2 separate regions of the Arachis hypogaea genome follow, and region 1 is linked to region 2. Evidence: chromatin contacts called from public Hi-C data. All regions are on one chromosome and are shown on one strand. Each heading gives the region's core, a stretch centred on a gene start, on an enhancer-like site or on the middle of the called end of the contact. The rest is flanking DNA. Distances are from core to core; before and after follow the strand shown.

The links. A called contact is a pair of places that touch in the nucleus more often than the background predicts.
Region 1: a Hi-C map of leaf shows a contact between it and region 2, with 5 times the contacts expected there. The contact joins the promoter of LOC112777669 here to the enhancer-like site in region 2. A contact is called at or near these places in 4 of 8 Hi-C or Micro-C datasets (leaf and an unstated tissue).

What each region holds. Positions count from the first base shown.
Region 1 is chr19:38,202,931-38,209,270 of arahy.Tifrunner.gnm2.J5K5, reverse strand. It overlaps LOC112777669, which reads left to right and starts at 1,443. Exons shown (of 5, transcript XM_025822066.3): 1 at 1,443-1,948; 2 at 3,149-3,447; 3 at 4,086-4,229; 4 at 4,394-4,599; 5 at 5,863-6,272. The coding sequence starts at 3,206. The coding sequence ends at 6,026.
Region 2 is chr19:38,048,010-38,054,379 of arahy.Tifrunner.gnm2.J5K5, reverse strand. It overlaps LOC140181954 (a long non-coding RNA gene), which reads right to left and starts at 611. Exons shown (of 3, transcript XR_011877654.1): 1 at 296-611; 2 at 87-219. Within about 2 kb of position 3,444, at least 1 of the 3 cell types and tissues checked has open chromatin away from gene starts, as enhancers often do.

The sequences.
Region 1 (6,340 bases), core at 194-2,693, 160 kb before region 2:
TCGTCTTCTCCCATTTTTTCTCCTCGATGTTACTACTTCATCTCGTTGCATCATTTCCGATTCGATATTCCTTCATGTCTCCGTTGCTCCAGCTATTCCCCTAATGCAGTTTATCTTCGAATTCATGAATTCCATGATGCTACTCCTATTTGTTTTCAGCTGAAAAATGCTCGAGACTAGAGCTTCCAAAACCGATACTGCTATAGCGTCTCTTCACCCCTTGCACAGATGAAAAGCAAGTTCCTTTTAGGAGTTTTGGGTGAAAGTCACCTTATTAGAAGATTAATTTTCCTTCTGTTTTGTCCTAGAGCTTCCCTCTCAATGATTTTCTGGTAACATTGTCTTTAACTTTCATAACAAACACCAGATGATGAGAGATTCACTAAAGCCCATGTTGCGATAGAGTTTTGAGGAAGCTTTTTAAGTTGCTTCAATGGCCTGAAAAGAGGATTCAATATAGCTATAGTTTGAATTAATTATTCCAAGAGCAGCGATGGAAGTGAGAGGAAGAGGGGAGATGGAAGTGAGAGGAAGAGGGACGAGAGTACCAAGGCAACCAATCAATGAATTTGGGATTATGGTTTATGGATTTAGGGACTAATTTGAATTGGTCTAATAAATTTATCTTATCAGCAACAAGAGGGTACACTAAGCAAGTGCCACGCTGACAGTTAACAGGCCATGTCAGTGAGCGTTAGCCACTTCAGCGCAAGAGATGGCGGAAGGACTAACGCGACCGGGTTGGTTATTTTTCGGGGACGAATTTGATTAATTTTATTTTTCGATGACGAAAATGAAAATCGAGGTATCTTTTAAGGACGATTTTGACTACTAACTTCTATTTTTTTTAGATGGATGTAAATATGCCCTTTCTATTAACATATTCGGTTTTTCAGTGACTACTATATTAATGGATATGCTCAAGGGAAAAATTTAAGAATCTGGCTCAAATTAGAGGTTTTTTTTAATTAACTTATTTTTCTTTTAATGGTTGAAAGTAAGGGCTTGTTTAGGTGAGTTTCTAAGAAAAGATCTCTTTTTGAGTTATCTTTTTTTTAAAAGATCTTATGAAAAAGTAAAAGTAATTTCATGTTTGAGTATCTCATGCAAAAAAATCTTTTTATCTATCAATTATGTTTGGGTATAACGATATAAAAGTACTTTTTTGTTTATTTATTACATGAAAAACATCTTTTTAAAGGAAAAAAAACTTTTAGAAAAAGATGTAAATTATACCTTCTCAAAAAGATATTTTTCATTTTTCTAGTGATTTTATTTTTACTATTAGAAATTTGCCAAACATACAAAAAAATAAAAAAGATATTTTTTTATTGAAAAAAAATTTTTTTTTTATCAAAATAATGACGCACAAACAGCACTAATTTGTCCCTAATTTGTCTCTGTTTTCGATTTTGGGCCCAAGATCTTTTCTCCCCCAGCCCGTTTCTCCCTTTCTTTCATTCATTCCCCCGTCCAAAAAAAAAAAGAAACACATTGCAAGCCCGTCCAAAAAAAAAAAAAAGAAACACATTGCAAGCAGTTGCAAATCGCCAAAAAAACCCTAGCCATCATCATCACCGCCGCAAGCAGTTGCAAATCGCCGCCGTCCGTCGCATTCAAAGTCGCCGTCCGTCCGTCCATCATCATCCCTTTTTCTTCGCGAATTGAAGTTCTTCCCCCTTGCTTCTCGTTCGATCTGGCAGAAGGCTCACTTTCCACCCCCAATCCGTTCTGCTAACTGCAGAGCACTAGTTGAGGAACTCTGCCGTCGCTGCGCCGAAGAGGAGGACCTTGAACTTCCGCTGTCTTGTCGCTATCGTCTGTCGCCGTCCGTCAACCAGTTCAACCAGTATATCTCAGTTTTGGAAACCTTCTGATCTTGGTGGTTCAAATACGATTCCCCATAGTTCTCGATATCTGAATGATTTTGAGGAGCTACGGCCTCTTGGTAAAGGAGTTTCATGAGTTTCTTTTTGCTTTTTATATTTATATATATGATATATGATTCTGTAATTCTATTATGTCTTTCTTTGAGGTGTATACCATGACGATATTGAAGTACTATAATTTCATTTTTAGTTGATGATTTTGATTTCTTCTCCTTTGTGTTATTGATATTTTGGTACTTGGAAAATATTGGAAGCATTCCTAATTTTATCTTTTTTGCTATATAGAATTTGTTTTGGATGTGATCTTTCAACTCTCTTACATTTTGATGTCATCAATTTTTTTAACAGAATAGGTATTAGGCAGGTCGTTTTTGTCACTAATTCTCATTTGCTGTTTGTTTGCTAATCATTCATCCCTTGTTGTGCTAAATTCCTCGTAGCAAACCCATGGAATTGGATCTCACCATGAACTTCCATTTAGCTAGTGATATAGAAGAGAAACCGCAGGTCAATCTTTGCTCTGCCTATTGATAAGCCCGCCTCTGGAGATTTACTAGTAATATGGATTTGTGCTCCTTTATGTAAGGAATGGCAAGCACCTGATTATTTTGTTTGTTTTAGAAATTATGCTTTCAAATATGTTAGATGGAACCTTCATCCAACTTTGCGTGACCTTCTTGCTCTGAAGACACTAGGAAATTGTTGAAAGCCAGATTCTATATTTCTTCATTACCTGCTGAATTCCTGTTTGTTGTTCTTTCCTTTTCTTTGGGTGATTTGAAATTTGGGTTGCAACTTTCTTAGTAGTGTGTAAGTAGCACTTTTTTTTTTCTTAGTAATGATTTGTAAATGTATAGAAAAACTAATTGAAGGTGGTGCAGTCATTAAATTGGATGAGCAGTGTAAAGAGCTCTTAATTCTTGTTATAGCTATTGTCTTAGGTATTTCTTTTTACTATTTAACTTTTGAATTCGTATTTTGATAAGATCATATGGTTTTGGTTGATGACATTTCATGTAATGTTTTAAATTTTGAAGATATTTTAAGATTTATATTAGACTATAATTATATTTTAGGATTTTTATTTATAATTTATTTTTTATTTTATTTTAAAATGGTTTTTCCAGTTGAACCATGGTTGGACCGGTTGGACCAGTGAACCAGTGACTAGAGCGGTTCGATGACTGGTCCAGTTCTCAGAACCTTGGTTTTTAGATATTAACCAATTAATTTTGCTTCTTTGGTTACTTTGGATGCAGATTCATAGGAGTAAACAACAACAACAACAACATTAACATCATCATCATCACAGAACAATGACGGATTACCACTTTGTGTACAAAGATGTGGAAGGAGCATCAACCCAATGGGATGACATTCAGAGGAAGCTTGGCAATCTCCCTAAGAAACTGCCCGCTTTCAAGCCTCCGCCGTTTGCCCCTGCCCCCGATCCTGATTCCCTCTCCAAAGACAAGGCTTGGCTTGATTCCAAAAATGAGGATGAACTTGAAGACCTTGAAAATGATCTCGATGACGATCGCTTCCTTGAGGAGTACAAGTTGGGTGTTTTGCATTATTCCATTTATTTTTATATACATTGATTTATATTTCATTAGAGAAAGAAACTCATTATTGAAAAAGATGATATAGTCATTTGCCTTAGCTGGTATAGACACGGAGGAGGCATGTAAAGGTTTAAGCTAGAAGAATGGGTCAGATGAAGGATAATCCTTATAAGAATTTATTTAAATAGATTTAATTATACATGGAATAAATGTAGATATGATGTATGACATAGTACTGTTGGCGTCATTTGATCAATGTAGTTTTGTTGTTGTTGGTAAGATTGTGTTTTGTTGACTGAATTTTGGTCAGTAATTGTGGTTTATTTTGCTTCAGTTTGATGAATTTAAGGTTCATAACAAATAATCTCGAACAAGGATATCAAACTCTAGAGTTCATTTGAAGTCATGAATCTTAGATAAAATTGAATTGTGAAATATAACTCCCAAACTCAATTTAGAGACTTCATAAACTCGAGAGTTCAATATCCTTGATGGGGATATGGAATAATCTATTTATACTAATGTCTGGTTAGTTTGTTAAGATTTGGATTGGGGGTACATGGGAATGAATGATGGATTAGGTCTTGTTTTTATTCTATATCTTATGATATAAATCATTGTGCTTTAATAGGAAGAAGAGATTGGCTGAGATGAAGGAAGCAGCTAAAGTTTCGAGGTTTGGATCTGTGGTTCCCATTTCAGGATCTGATTTCGTTCGAGAGGTTTCACAGGCTCCCTCTGATGTTTGGGTGGTTGTCATCCTTTACAAAGATGGGTATGCTACATGACATTTCTAAGCTTAAATTACAGGAAATGTTTCTGCACACCACGTTCCTCATATAATATCTATAAATTACTTGGGTGATCCAAATTTGTTTAATTTTATTGTTATGCTTCTTGTGCTGATTGCTGAAATCTGTTGTACTTTATGTTTGACAGCATTGCTGAATGTGGGGTTTTAATGCAATGCATTGAAGAATTGGCTACAAGATATCCTGCAACAAAATTTGTCAAGATAATATCAACAGACTGCATTCCCAACTATCCGGATCGAAATTTGCCCACCATATTGGTATACAACAATGGAGCAGTCAAAGGAAATTATGTTGACATGCATAGTTTTGGACGAAGATGCACTCCTGAAGGTATTTACGAGATTGCTATTCTTATTATTTTTCTTATCTTACCTTTGATCACTGCTGATGTTCAATATATTAATATCCTTTAATCTACTAACAAATTATGTTACCTTCAACTAACTAATACCGTTATTTGTATACTGTAATTAGTTGGATTTTTTCTTAATCTCTACCATTTCAATATCATTCCTTTATCCAACAGTATTGTACTCCATCCATGGAAGTTTTTGTTCTTTTTTATTCTATTAGCATTCATGCCTTGTGAAATCCCTAGCATAAATGGAAAACCATGTGAACCATGTCTATGCTACCTTGCTGGTAAAATCATATAAATTCTTCTATATAAATTATAGGGTTAACCACCAAAAATGCCCCCAAATTATTTAAACGCTGACAAAAATACACTCGAATTTTATTATTAACAAAAATGTTTTCAAATAATTTAAAAACACAACAACAATACCCAACAGTAAATATATATTTTTAAAAAATACCTTAGAGATTAAATTTTGATATAATTTTTTGCAAGCATGATTTTAAAAATAAGATATTATTATACATAAAAATTGGTGATTTTTCGTTAAGTATATATTTTTTTATAATTTTTTTGTTAACAACCAATAATACTTTTAAAAAATCACAAAACAATATATACTTAACAAAATATTACCAAATTTTAAGAATAATAATATCACATTTTTCTAATCATGCTTGCAAAAAATTGCATCAAAATTCAATCTCTAATGTATTTTTTGAGAAATACATATTTAATATTAGATTTTTTGCAAGATTATCTAACATTAAATATATATTTTTGAAAAAATACATTAGAGATTGAATTTTGATACAATTTTTTGCAAGCATGATTAAAAAAATGAAATATTATTATCCTTAAAATTTGGTGATTTTTCGTTGAGTATATATTTTTTTTGTAATTTTTTTGTTAACAACTAATAATACTTTTAAAAAATCACAAAAAAATATATACTTAGAAAAAAATTACCAAAATTTAAAAATAATAATATTTGATTTTTTAATTATGCTTGTAAAAAATCACATCAAAATTCAATCTTTAAGACATTTTTTGAAAATATATATTTACTGTTGGGTATTGTTGTTGTGTTTTTAAATTATTTAAAGGCATTTTTGGCGATAGTAAAATTCAGGTGCATTTTTGTCAGCATTTGAATAATTTGGGGGCGTTTTTGGTGGTTAACCCTAAATTATAATTTACTTGTGACATTGAATTCATTGATAATGAAAAATCAGGTGTTGCATTGATTCTGTGCCAATCGAATCCTGTACTAAATGACGGTCAAAATAGAAATGAGCAATCAAGAGAAGCTGTCATTGAAGGAGTTCGGAGAAAGTTTATAGAGAAAGTTGTTGTCGATCATGAAGATTGTGACGATGATGGTTCCTCAAGTGATTAGCATTTTGTTTTGGCAACATGTGGTTTCTTTTAGATAGAATTTTTTTCCTTCTTTCAATTTCCATGAAATTAGGTGATTTTGATCCCCCCACAATTTGCTTCTGTTGCCAAAGGTTATGTACCAGTGTTAATGGTGTTGTACTCTCTTATAATATTTGTGCCAAAATGTAGCTTCATGTGTGATTTTTCATGTTGTACTTCCATAGATTTTAAAACTGATTCTAGTACATATCATATGGCTTTAGTATCCTGGAGAGTTATAAATGAGGATCTACCAATTATGTAGCTTATTTTTTTTTATACGAATAACTAAAT
Region 2 (6,370 bases), core at 2,195-4,694:
CAACATTTAATGTCAATCATATCCTATGGTCCATTAGCCTTTGTCCCAAGATATTACATATTACATAGAGAAAACCGAAACTATACCTTGGCCGATTTCCAATATGTGCGAAACACCAAATATGTGCCCAACAAGCTTCCAATCACAAGAGTTAGCTCCCCAAAGTTCCAATTCCACAAGTTCAACCTCCAATTGAGTTTTACACCAACAATATTCAATCTAAACCACATATATCACTACAATTAACCACTAAACTCAAAATCTCAAAGATCCACAAGAGGGTTAGGGTTCTTACCTTTCCCAAATATCGTAGGATCACAACCCAATAATTTTTTCATGCTAGATTGATCCTAAACACATCAAAATCTCAAAATCCCAAACACTAGATTTTCGAATTTTTTTTGGAAGGAAAGGCTGAGAGAGAAAATGAAATTTTCGCACCAGTTTCTTGGGTGGGTTTTGTAGATCTCTTCGTGGTGATCGCGTGGCCATAAACGGTGCGGCGATCGGAGCTCTGTAGCTCAAGTTATGAGCTTGAGAAGTTAGAGGTGAATAGTATCGATGGAGGGTTTCTCTCCTTCTTCCCATCTCAACTGCATGTGTTGTGTTTTGTGGTTGAGTATGGTTCATTAATGGTGTTATATGTATTGGGCTTGGGCCCAACTTGGGCCTAGTTTAACCTGTTAGCGTTTTTGGCCCGTTTGGCCTAATTTTAAGCCAAACCTTTAAAATTAGTGCCCGATTTTTAACTTTAATTTATTTTCTAAGATTTTCTACTGTTTTTATTATTCTCGCACAGTATCGGACAAACTTAAGCCGGTATTACCGGTTAATTTACCAGTACGCGTTTTTACACAATTTTCTGAAGAAAATTATATTTTTCAACTCAGAAAAATCTACTGAGTCCAAATATCATATTTAAATTTTCTAATTAACATTCTAGATTTTTGGAACCTATTTTAGGCAATTTAATTATTTAATAAAACGGTTAATTAATCGTGATTCTTACATTCTCCCCACCAAATAAAAAATTTTGTCCCCAAAATTTAGTGATTACCTGAGAATAGCTCAGGATAATCCTTCCGCATCTCAGACTCCAATTTCCAAGTATGCTCTTCCACTCCTGCTCTCTTCCAAGCAACTTTGACCAATTGAACTTTCTTTCCTCACAGTTTCTTCACACTAGTGTCGTCAATCTACAACCGGTGTTACTTGAAACGTCAAGTTCTCCTTTAGCTCAACCGACTCAGGCTCTAATACATGAGTCGCATCCGACGTGTACTTACGGAGTTGTGACATGTGGAATACGTCATGTAAGTTAGACAAATGATTATCACACGCTAATTACAAAAAAACACAAAAAACACTAACAAGGCTAGCTGTGCCCAATGCCAACGGTCCACCTACATTGATTATTTGTATTTATCCATTACATCATCCAAATAAATCTGCTATCAAAAAGTAGTGATGAAACAAACAGCCCTACAAAAGAAGGATCATGGGTCTTCGTTTCACTTGCGTCAATAATTCGAGTTATTTGTATGTCATATCCATTTTATTTTGACTAATTGGATCCAACACTAAAATATATTTATATATTTTGAATATGCACCCATCATCCATATTGGTTGATTTCTATGGGCACATTGAAATGAACCTACTGGCTCGTATCAACAGAGGCTCCTACGAACCATGTTGAGTTTTGATCATTTAGGGGGGGGGGACCCAATCCCAAAAATGAAACTTTGGTCTCTTTCTTTGGTTTTCTTATAGTTTTGCTTGACGAATAAGTCGGTGCATAGTCTTGAATTCCAATCTCTACTCAGAGTTCTGCACTTCCCTACTGTTTTTGGGTCTGCTTTCACAAAGATCTTCAAGATAAGATCATCACTCAAGAATAGGAGATGGCATCTCTTTGGTGGGATATCACTCATTATGACTATATAGAGATTAAAGGTTTGGGTAATGGAATTTAGTGAGTTAGAGGAATGGGCTTCAATTGGAATACCACCCAATTATTTGTCCTACCCTATTTATATAATTAGCTTAGATAGTATTCATTTGTGGCATTGTTTCATCGTTTATTATGACATTGGCATGGGTCAGGTAAACTAATCATTTTTTATTGCACATCAAAAGAGCTGCGAACAACATTCTATTTGTATTAAAACCTGAGTAGGATATAATTATAGTAGATGATGAAAATTTAATTAATAGGTATTTTTCTTATTCATTGTAAGAGCAATAATTTAAATTTGATGTATTTAGCTATATGCTAACGTTACTTGTGATGGGTTTTGGCGATTGTAAGCTATAAGTTAATATGTGTTATTTATATTGATGTCAGATTTAAAAAAATATGTTAGAATCCCAATAAATCAATTTAATGAAGGATGAACTAATGAGTTTTCTGATGTAATAATCCATGTTCTATAATTCAACAGAATAATAAAAATCTGAATTGTATTTACAAATATATGTGAATAAGTCACTTCACCAATAAAGGGCTTCTGTAATGCAAACCAATAACTTACTAGTTGAAATATCATATAAATTGTGTCTGGGTTGCTTATTTTTGAAAAAATTTATTGTATAACAATACTCAATATAATTTTCTTTCTTTTTTGTGAAGATATAAGGTAACATGATTAGGTTAGATATAACCTATTAAAACGTAAGAGTATGTGCATTGACGCTGTTTTTTATCCATAAAAAATTGGTATTGACCAGTGGTCACTCATGAAAATTTCTTTCCACACAATTGCTTTATGCATAACTGCTCTACCCTTTGCTCCCTTCCCAGTACAAGTTTTCACTAATTAGCAAAGTTCTAAAAACTGGTTCAGACCGGCCAGTCGAACCGGTTGAACTGCGAACTGTTGCAAAAAAATGAATCGGTCAGACGTCAAAACCACCACTTTTAAAAACTGTCATTAAACTGTCGAACCGTGATCCGGCCAATTTTTTGAATTATGAAGCAAACGCTGTCATTTAGTTGGTGCTGAACCCTAACTCCGCTACTCTAATCCAGCCCTAACCAAACTCCAGACTCCAGAACACGCTCTCTGCCTTTCTCACACTCAGTCAAGAGCTCCTCTCATCGAGCCCCTGGTCCTCCCCCACTTCCGTTCAGCCACCGCCTGCTCCCTCACTTCCCCTCCATCGTGTAGCAGCCATCGCAACTTTCCTTTCCCTCCATCGCACAGCCACTGTGCGAACGTGGAAGCCTCTGTCGCACAGCCACGGACCCGCCGGCGCTAGCTTTGTTCCACCGCAGCCACTGTCCCATTCGGAGGTGCTCCTTGTCTCGGTGTCTCCCTTTTGCATGCTCTGTTCAAGGCTTCTAGCTTCGAAGGTGCTCTCTTGCGTCACCATCGCGCTCACATATAGGAAGAATCATCGCAAGCGCTACCGTTTCCTCCTCCTCTCGGTCAAGCTGTCATCCGCTTCTCAGGTGTGTCGTTGTCTACTTCTCATCTATCCTACTCGTTGCAGTCCTTGTCGTCTGCGACCCTCAGTCACGCCGCGTCCTCCATCTTAGGGTTTGTAGCTTTTTTCTTTTAATTTATGTATGTTTTGGTAATTTCTGATGTGTTATATTTATTTCTCTGTTTGGTTCTACTAGGCTACTATTTTTTGTGTGTTGTGATTTTATTATTTTAATTTACTGATTATTGATTATTGAATGTGTTGTGATTATTAATTAGCTTTGGTTCTTCTATGCTGCTATTTTATGTGTCACTGTATTGCTGATAATAATACCTCAGTTAGTAAAAATGAATTATGGCACGATGCTGATCAATATGGATTATCTTAGTTTAATGTTGCTGAATCGAAATTATGTGTTGCTTTACTAAGATTTTGAGGATCACATTCTAATAATTGACCTTGCATATTAGTAACTGAGCTTTTAATAGAATTTAGAGGTGCTGAAATTTAGGTTGGCAGGGTTAGAAACTAGAATTTACCTGTAACTTTGTTTTATATTTCCAGCTCTGTTCAATGGCAAAGTAGACAAATGTAGAGTCAAGTTTTGTGATTTACATCTGCTTGGATTGTGGTTGTTTTGATGATTTATTGAGTAACAAGATAAAGGAGTATTAAAATATTAAGTTTAGCTCTGGGTTATTGTGAAATTCTTTTGCTTTTCCTGATTTGTTTTGAGTCTCCTCAAGTTAATACAATTTTAATATAAGCCTGGAGGTTTGAGTCTCCTCTTGATTAGAAATTTGTGATATGTTAGGTGGCAGGTTAGATTTAGGTGGCGATATGTTTGAGCCTGCAGCTATGGAAAAATGAGATTTCAGAACTTCTAGTTTGTGTTAAATGATGTGGATTGTACAGCTGCTATTTCGAGGAACTTTCATTCTTTTTTTTATGACGAAACCTTCATTCTTTTTTTTGTGACGAAACCTTCATTCTTTTTCTTTGTTGCTTGGACAAATTTAAACCAGTTAGAATTGGTTTGATATTTTTTGATGTAATTGCTTTATTGATTAATGTCATCAAAGCAAACATTTATAGGATGAAGAAAGAATTTTGGTTTCTCTTATAGCAAACTTTGAAAGCAAAAGCTTCTGTTCATTAAAATATTTAAGTCTGTACTTTATCTAAAGATTTTAAGATTGTAGTTGATAACACTTCATGTAGTGTTTTAAATTTAAAAGATATTTTAAAATTTATATTAGACTATAATTATGTTTTAAAGTGTTTATTTATAATTTATTTATTATTTTAATATAAAACAATTTTTTTGGTTGGACTACAGTTGAACCGGTTGAACCATTAAATCAGTGAACCAATGACTGAAGCGGTTTGATGACCAGTTCAGTTTTTAGAACCTTGCTGATTAGTGTATAGTTCATGCTTTCCAATGACACTTAGCTATATAAATCCATCATGTCTGGACTTTATCTAGCGATCATTACATAGATATATGAAATTTTATCCATGAACCTCACTGAATTTTTATCAATATCATCAGTATGCATTTTATTGAGACCCAGCCTAGCATAAATTGTCATTTTAAGGTATTTTTTCTGCATATATTATAGCATTGAACCTTTTTTGTTATTTAATAGATTTTTCTTTGTTGTATATTAATACTATGCTACATAGAAAGGATATGATTTGTAGAATTCACAAATGGTTTAGTGTAAGAGAAATATTTCAAATTCTACTTTTATGGAAAATTGTACTTTCTTAACCTATGATACAGTTGGACTATTTTTAAACACAAGTCAAGATGAGATATTCTCATTTATTGCTATCTTCGTAATACAAAAATTATTTGAAAGTCCCACTATAGCTAAAATATAGCTAAAAGTGCCACTTCTTGTCTTAAAACATAAGAAATATAGTTTAGGTAGGCTTTACTAAAATTTGGAGTTCCATATAATATATAATTATGGTATTATAAACTTTTTAACGTCCCTATACTAAACTGAACATAATAGGAAATCTAGATTAACTTATACATTTATCATGTTTTTTTGCCATTTTATATTAAATTTATACCGTTTATCCATTAATAATATTGTGATGTAGATTTGTTTGATATGAAAATAATCAAATTTTAGTATTTTGATTCTATTGGTCTATTTTTTTTAGTGATATCCACCACCATCAAAACCATTATAAAGCAGTGTATTGTTGTGAATGACAAATCATTTGAAAGTAACAATTATATATTAATTTTTTGATGCATTGTCCCATGCTAGAAATTCTTGTATATAGTTCATGTATCTGTGAAAGAAACAGGATTTTATTTGACTGACACATCACATAATTATTTGATTTTAGTTACACACTAACTCTCACATAAGTAATTCTGTGATGAAATCTGAACCACCAATTACCATTTGTGCTGGTCATTCGTAACATTAATTTAAGTATTGGTCCAGTTAACAGATATCTTGTTACGATACATACACACTAAGGTGACATGAACACACTTGGTTACTTATTAGTTTTTTTCTTGTAATATCTTTTGACTATATAAAGAATCTTTTCTACATTTTTCAATGCTTAAAATGAATATGGTATACCTCGATATCTATTATTCATATTAGGTTTGGCCTTGCTTTATACATTGTTTGGGACATTTGTTGTTACTGGCTTCTTTCTTTCAATTAACTATTTTTTTCTGCAGTTAAACAAACACATTGATTTACACAGAAACTGTAAAAAGACTAAACTGAACATGTGAATCAGATGATCGTTAAATTCATATGTGAAGATTTGGTCAAAACAACTATGTTAACATCTTTAAACACATGATCTCTCTATCCAGTGGCCTATGCATCCATATCATTCACTATTTAGTATAAGGAACACTCTTATGACGATGCCATATGTTTAGGCATTCGAT